Regions from separate parts of the Zea mays genome. Here region 1 is linked to region 2. The links are chromatin contacts, called in public Hi-C maps. All regions are on one chromosome and are shown on one strand. The core of a region is the stretch at or near the end of the contact, and the rest is flanking DNA. Distances in the headings are between cores, read along the strand shown.

The links. A called contact is a pair of places that touch in the nucleus more often than the background predicts.
Region 1: a Hi-C map of ear shows a contact between it and region 2, with 2.3 times the contacts expected there. The contact joins the promoter of LOC100279895 here to the enhancer-like site in region 2. A contact is called at or near these places in 7 of 25 Hi-C or Micro-C datasets (bundle sheath, ear, endosperm and 2 more) and 1 of 3 datasets of contacts at active chromatin or transcription factors (seedling).

Annotation. Positions count from the first base shown.
Region 1 is chr1:238,344,332-238,347,895 of Zm-B73-REFERENCE-NAM-5.0, forward strand. It overlaps LOC100279895, which reads left to right and starts at 2,024. Exons shown (of 18, transcript NM_001361000.2): 1 at 2,024-2,599; 2 at 2,708-2,818; 3 at 2,949-3,005; 4 at 3,102-3,178; 5 at 3,270-3,369. The coding sequence starts at 2,519.
Region 2 is chr1:238,262,922-238,266,593 of Zm-B73-REFERENCE-NAM-5.0, forward strand. No RefSeq gene overlaps it. Among protein-coding and RNA genes, the nearest start is that of LOC103645359, 32 kb to the left of the region's middle. Within about 2 kb of position 1,435, at least 18 of the 20 cell types and tissues checked have an H3K27ac peak or open chromatin away from gene starts, as enhancers often do. A contact at or near this core is called in bundle sheath, ear, endosperm and 3 more, where this site is marked.

The DNA.
Region 1 (3,564 bases), core at 774-3,273, 82 kb after region 2:
ATAAAGAGGCTAAAAAGCTTATTTCTTTCTATAAAGCCGCTAAAAGGCATATTTTCTTTTATAAAACAGCTAAAAAGCAGGTGCGACATAGAGTTGCAAACTCTGAAGCGCAAGTTTGGTAAAGTGACCAAGTCCTGAACAATGTACCAAGTCTATAGATTCGAGGGTTGGATGACAGAGTTAAGGACTCGACTAGAAGACAAAACAAGTCAGTCACAAACAATTCAAGACGTTCAAGAAGATTCAATAGAAGAGTCTCATCAACATGAGTTAATGATTCAACCAAATAAAAATCGAAGACTATTGTCAAGAATATATATACTAGGGGTACCTGGATCAATCTCAACGAGAAGGATATGTAAGATTGGCCATGAGCTTGGCTGAGAGCCCATAGACTCGTCCATCATGATCAGAAGGAGGTCTACCACCAATAGGATTACAGAAGCACAAACACGACAAAGGTCTTATCCGAATAGAAGATATGATCAAGATCCTAACAGATAAGACAAAGGTTCTATCGGATAATACAAAGATCCTAACAGATAAATGATAAGTCAAAGATACACTTGTAATCATATAATTGGATTCATGTACAATTAGGTAACCGATTTGATACCATTATGGACTAGGTATTAATCGCCCCCTTCTTAGAAGCAGGAGCAGGGAGCCCTCAAGTAGATCCCATGAGATCATATCAGATGAGTTTTTATTAGAAAATACAAAAACACCACCATAAAGCGGACACATAATATCATCTTAAATCAAGAGGCCCGAATCTATCTTAATTTTCATGTCTCCTATGTCATACCTTTAGTTTTTGATCTCGTGATCTATCTCAATTCATTATCGAAAAATTCTCCATAAACAGTATGTTAATTTTGATTGTGCCATTCAGAGAGCTATGTTCCAGAAATATATTTTCAACACAAATTTTCATCAGTAGTATCTCCACATTATACATTAGTAGATTAATTAACAACGTGATTACGCACCTCGAACCGGTAGGTCTGTTTGGTTGATGTTGTGGCTGTGGAAAAAACTGATGTAGGCTGTAAACTGTGAAAAAACTGTTGTGTGATGTGAGCTATTAAAAATCCTAAAATCGTTTGGTACCATCAAAAGCCGCTAGAAGCAGGTCCAGAGTTGCTTTCAGTTTTACAATACGAGAAAGTCGGATTTTAGGAAAAAGTTGTTTATTGGATCCATTCCTTTAGTTTAGCTTTTGGCTTTTATGGAACAAAAGCCAAACCAAACACACTCCAAGGGTCTGTTTGGTTGGGTTGTGACTGTGAAAAAAGTTGTTGTTGCCTGTGAGCTATAAAAAAAGCTTATATGGGGTGTGATCTATTAAAAAGTTAAAAATTATTTGGTGGAATCTCTAAAGCCGCTAAAAGTTCTTACATTTATATTTTCTCAGTTTATTCAAAAGCTACTAAAAGTAGGTCTAGAGGTGCTTTCATGTTTGTCCTACGAAAAAGTCGTGTTTTAGGGCTAGATTGGGAACCCTATTTTTCAAAAAAAAATTTATTTTCTAAAAAAAACAGTTCATTTTCGTTTGTGGAAATGAATCCTTAAAAATGTTAATTTCTGGTTGCAGTCCTTTAGTTTATTTTTGGTTTTTAAAGGACAAAAACCAAAGAAAAAGCCAAACCAAACACTCAATTCGGTCTCTAAAAGCAAAACCGATCCGCACCGCACAAAATTGTTGCAGTCCTCGCTAAAAGCATAAAAAAGGATTCCGATTCGCTATTCCGTACCGTGTAGTAGCATTCAGCACCGATTCTAGCGTAGTCTACGAGCCAGGCCGGCGTCCCCCAAAATCACCGGCAGGTTTTCCTCGGTTCCCGTTACGTATGTGGACACCTGAACTCAACGCAAAGACCACGAACTGCCGTCAGAGAAGACGCTAGTAAACCGCCCGCCGCCCCAACTCACGAATCGGCACCGCCACCCAACGGGGCTGGTAGAGTACTACTAGTAGTATCCATTCATACGCGCGTGGCCGGTAGGCGCTGTAACCACTTTCTTCTTCTCTTCCAGAAGGCCCAGCCCTCCACCCTCCGGGCACCAGTGCGTGCGCCGTCGACTTCCTCTCACCTTCTCGCTCCTCGAGAACGACTCCATAGCGCACCACACCAGCGCGGCGACAGACAGCCCGCGAGGAGAAAAGGTAGAAGAGGAGGGGCAGGGAGAGCCATACATACTCACCGGTTGGATTCGGTCCAATCCAATCCAGCCGGCCGCGGCGTGACCAGCCGATCCAGAGGGCGCCGAATCGATCTGCGGGGGCGGCGCGGCGATGCGGAGGGCTACCGCTGGGGATCCCGGTCGCCGCGGGGGATGCGCATGAGGGCGTCCGGCCCGCGAATCTTCTGGTTTGGCGGGAGCCCAGGGGGCGCGCACCCCGGATCGGCGGCGCGCGGCGCGGGCAGGATCGTGTCGGTGGGGCTGCGGCAGTGACCGCGGGCGCGGGGGAGGGTGAGAAGCGGCAACTAGCACTTCGAGTCGAGCGGGCGCGATGGTGAGCGGCCACATCTTCCACTGCCGGAAGAACTCGTGGCCGGCGGAGGAGTACGTCGGCCGGACCGCGCTGCAGCTGGTGAGCCCACTTTTTGGCTCCTGCGTCGGCGAATCCGTTCCGTTTCTCGTTTCGTGTTGACTGTTGCTTGCGGGGTGGTCTGACGTTTTGGAGCTTCCTTCGCTGCAGTTGGATTTCGATGGCGGGGCGCCGCCGGAGCAGGCGTGGCGGAGGCGGCTCAACAGCCACGCGAACATCCTCAAGGAGTTCAGTGTCACTTTCATGGAGGCAATGAGGATGGTATGGACGCCTCGGGGATCCGGTCCTCTGTGTTGGGTGTTTTAGGACATGTGCTTTTTCTATTCCTCTTCTAGTTCAAAGCTGTTGCCTTGTTGGTGCTGCCTGCTAAGTTCTGCTCCCGCAATTGCAGATGAGCCTTGGCCTGAGACTATGGTCGTATGTTCGGGAGGAGGCGTCACATGGACGGGTGACATCAGCTATCCTCCTATGCATGATTTTCTTCAGAACACAAATGGATCCAAAAACTGTGCTGACAGGGTGTGATCTGTTGTTGTGCTTGCAGAAAGCACCGATCGATCCGTTCACAAAAGAGCGCTGTAAACCGTCAGCTTCCCAGGGTGTGCCACTTGGTGGGATGGGGTGTGTGCTAATGCCATTGCTTATCTGAACTTCATATATCGATGCATTCTGGAGAACTTTGCCTTCATATCAGCAGTATCGGTTTTTACAGGAGCGGAAGCATTTCGAGAGGTTTCAGGGGAGAGTTCAAGAATTGGCACATCATACCTGGTCTTTGTGAAAGTTCGCCGGTCATGGAGAACCAGTTCTCTGTAATGTTTCTATCTTATCATGCTGTTTCTATTAGACTTTGGTTTGCTGTATGATGTATGTGTGCAATGCTTTATGTACTCTTGAAGCTTGATGTGTATGATGATATGTCCTTTTGAGCACTATAGATGTTTGAAGTATCACTTAAACAAACACATTTTAAGTTCCATGTGCAAATGAGTTATTATATTTTATAT
Region 2 (3,672 bases), core at 185-2,684:
GAGTTCAGAGTCGCTCTTCCCTAGAGCACCGGACACTGTCCGGTGTAGCACCGGACAGTCCGGTGAATTATAGCGAAGCGCCTCTGAGAATTCCCGAAGGTGTGAAGTTCAGCTTGAAGTCCCCTGGTGCACCGGACACTGTCCGGTGGTGCACCGGACACTGTCCGGTGCGCCAGACCAGGGCACACTTCGGTTATCCCTTGCTCACTTTGTTGAACCCTTTTCTTGGTCTTTTTATTGGCTTAGTGTGAACCTTTGGCACCTGTATAACTTATACACTAGAGCAAATTAGTTAGTCTAATTATTTGTGTTGGGCAATTCAATCACCAAAATCATTTAGGAAATAGGTGTAAGCCTAATTCCCTTTCACTCGACGCGACCCGCCGTGTTGCGCTCTACTAGTGATCTGTGCACTTAGGCCTAGTCTGATAGGCCATGAATGCACCGTGCGTAGATGACGGGCGGACCATAAATGCGCCATAGTCCGAGGGACTCATAGGTCATGAGTGGTATGCGGTACGAGGGAGTTCATAGGTCATAAGTGAGAAGCATAACGGTGCCTGCGCTGTGGGTCAGTGTCAGGCGTGGTTCATGCGGCTAGGTATTCACGGCAGGTCAGTCTGTGGCCAGGCGCGGGATCCACTCGATGGCTTGTCCGCTGCGGCTTGTTGCGACTTTGGCTTCTACAGTATTTTGGCTCTATAAATTGCAGCTGCAGCAGTCCGAACATCTGCAGCAGCTACGCTTGCCAGCCAGCCGAACAAGCCGCCCGACCCTCTTGTCAGGTTCCGGCATGTTCGACCACGGACTCGGTGCCGCGGGGTTCGATCGAAGGCGGATTCTTTTAGGGTTGACGTATCCACCTCTTCAAGCTGACTAATGGGCCCCAACGACCAGGTGTTTTTCCATCAGTGGGTACCGGGGATCATGAATCATTTCCTAGATAAAAAATAAGTATTGCTAATACTTTGGATAATGTAATTAAATTTAATAAATTTTAACCATTAGGAATCTCGTAGAGATGCTGTTTGACCGAGGGAGTAGTAATGAAATATAAATTTTATTTTTGTTTAGAACGATATATATAAGTGTAGAAACTGTGTCGTTATTTTTTTTGGGGGTTGTGCTGTCCTTGCGCCCGTGGATGCTGACGGTCCGTTTGAACTTGCCGACTTCGCCTTTAAATACGGAGGTCTTATTTTTTCCTAGCCGTTCCTGTTCCTGCGGCGAACTTGTCCGTCCCCGCACGTCGGCAACGCGGCCCGCCCGGAGCCGCAAAGCCGCGGCATGCATGCGCTGGGGCCCGCGCGCCGCGTGTCGTCCGCTGCTCTCCCACGCGCCGGCGGCCGGATCCGCGGCGGCTCCGATCCCGGCGCGGGGGAAACTCGGGGTTCTCCTTCTCCAATCTCCAGGCTCCACACGTCGTGCTGACGGTTGTCCGGGTTGCCCGAGGCGGGACGTGGCGACGCTGGCGGCCCGCAACGTGCACCATGGACGCACGCCTGTGGTGCTGGTGCGAACCGGTTAATGGCCGACCAACCAGCAGATACCGGGCAGATTCGCAGATGCGATGCCCTGAGTATTCTCGCACCCGCGGTCTGGCGCGTGGCGTCTGGGTCTGGCTGAAATTTCACCGAGAGCCCCGACAAGCAACGTCGCTGGTGCACCCCCATCCACCGCGCGAAGGGAAACGACGAAAGGCCAGCATCGGAAGAACTCGGAGTGAAGTGACATGGTAAAGAAAAAAAAAGCTAAAATTAATTACGTGAAGTTGTTCTCTCTAAATTCACGTTTACAACCATCTATCCAGCAAAATATATATGTTTTTATATAACCTATATTTATACCACCGTTGTAACGTATGAGTATTTTTTGCTAGTATTTATAAATTTCGCTGTTTGAATGAGTTTAGCTATTGAGGTTTTAGGGTTACTGGAAAAAGGGATGGCACGGGGACGGCGGTGCTGTTGTTGAATCGTTCTCAAGGCTAGTGTCTGACGTTTACTGCATGATGAAAGATTATTTCCGGACATGCGCTGAACATCACTTTAGCTGACTTTATTTTACAGCTTTACAAAAAGACAGGGACGATGATTACGAAACGTCTGAATAAATAACCAAAAGTACAATAATCTAGAGCGGCATTAGAGTAGAGTCCAGATCATCCCGGCGGCCACGGGCGCGTGCACATGTGGACAGGAACACGGCGTGCCGCGTGCGCTCTTTGATCACAATTTCCAATAGCATACTGTAATACAGCGATTCCATTTCGTCACTTGGTACGGGGTGAACGGATCGGCACCTACTTGCCGTGTTCGATCCTTTTGTCCCCTTTGCTTCTAGTGTTTCGTCCTTGGCTTGTATTTAGTTGAAGAATATATATGGTCGTTCCTAACAAGTGGAGCCCGTCCGTCATCCAATCTATGGTGGTGTTTGGTCCGCTGAAATGTAACACAAACGGTTTATATAGGGTAATGGATACTGTCGGATAGGAAATCCTCGGCCGGGTGGCGGAGTGCACCCGCCCTAAATCCTAAGATGAGGAGGGGCTTAGGCGTTTTGCTTGATCGTTGGAGTGAGGAGGAAGAACTCAGGAACACACAAGGGTTTAGAGTGGTTCAGGCCGCCGGAACGTAATACCCTACTCCACTGTGAGTTGTATTGCTCGAGAGCTTGTATGAGCTTAGCGAGTCTGAGACTGCGTGTGTGTAACGTCGCGTGCCCCCTTTATAGTCGAGGGGGGACATGTACAAAGAGACCCTGAACCCCGACATGCGGGCCCAGAGACATAAGGGTGGAACACCCGGAGCAACTAGTGTCGGTCACCTTGCGCTATCTCCCTGTGCCTTGACATCCACTGCCTGAGTAGAATTGGCGTGCTGCCCAAGGTTCCTTGGTATGGACCAAGTTATGATGACCACTGCACGCATGCGGCGGTGCGGGCGTACTGCCCACTGCTTTGATTGGCCAGGTATGCCGCCCGACCTGGTCGACGCCTGCCACCAGAGTGGACGGGGCGCATTAAATGCCGAGTGGGCACTTCGCCTGTGAGCAGGGCGGTCAGGCGGCGCGCGATCTCCGCAATAAATGCAGAGATCGCACGGGCCCGAAACCTTACGTCAGGCCGTGCTCTCCGGCTTTCGTCACGGGCCATAGACACGTGGCAGCATCGGGTTTCCGCCCAGGCGGGGAGAGTAGGCGTGCCTGACAAAATCTCGACAAGTGTCTGTGCCGGACCCCTATACGCCCCCGACTTAAGCCACGATATTCCCCGTCCCGAGATCTCGTTGTGGACGGTCCGGACCTCACCTAGAGGGGTCCGGGTTCCGTCTTAGGTGAACACTAAGATCCCAATTAGGTGTGTTGGGGTCCGGTGTTCCCTTACGAGGGTCCGGATCCTGGTGGCCTCAAAGATTGCCCCCGTGGAGGGGTGAGGCGTGGTTTACTGCGCCTCCTTACTATAGTAAGGGGTACCCCTATTCCAGGGTACCGACAGTGGCCCCCGGGCCCTCCTCAAGGGAGGCTACGACCCTGTAGGTGGGGCCAAAGCCTGGCTGACGTGCCATTTCCTGGCACTTGCTGACGCAATGGTTGCCAATCTATCTTCAGTCGTGCTGTCTGCCCCGTTTGTTCCCATAGCAGGCAGGTAAGTGGCCCCCGCCTCCGCCAATT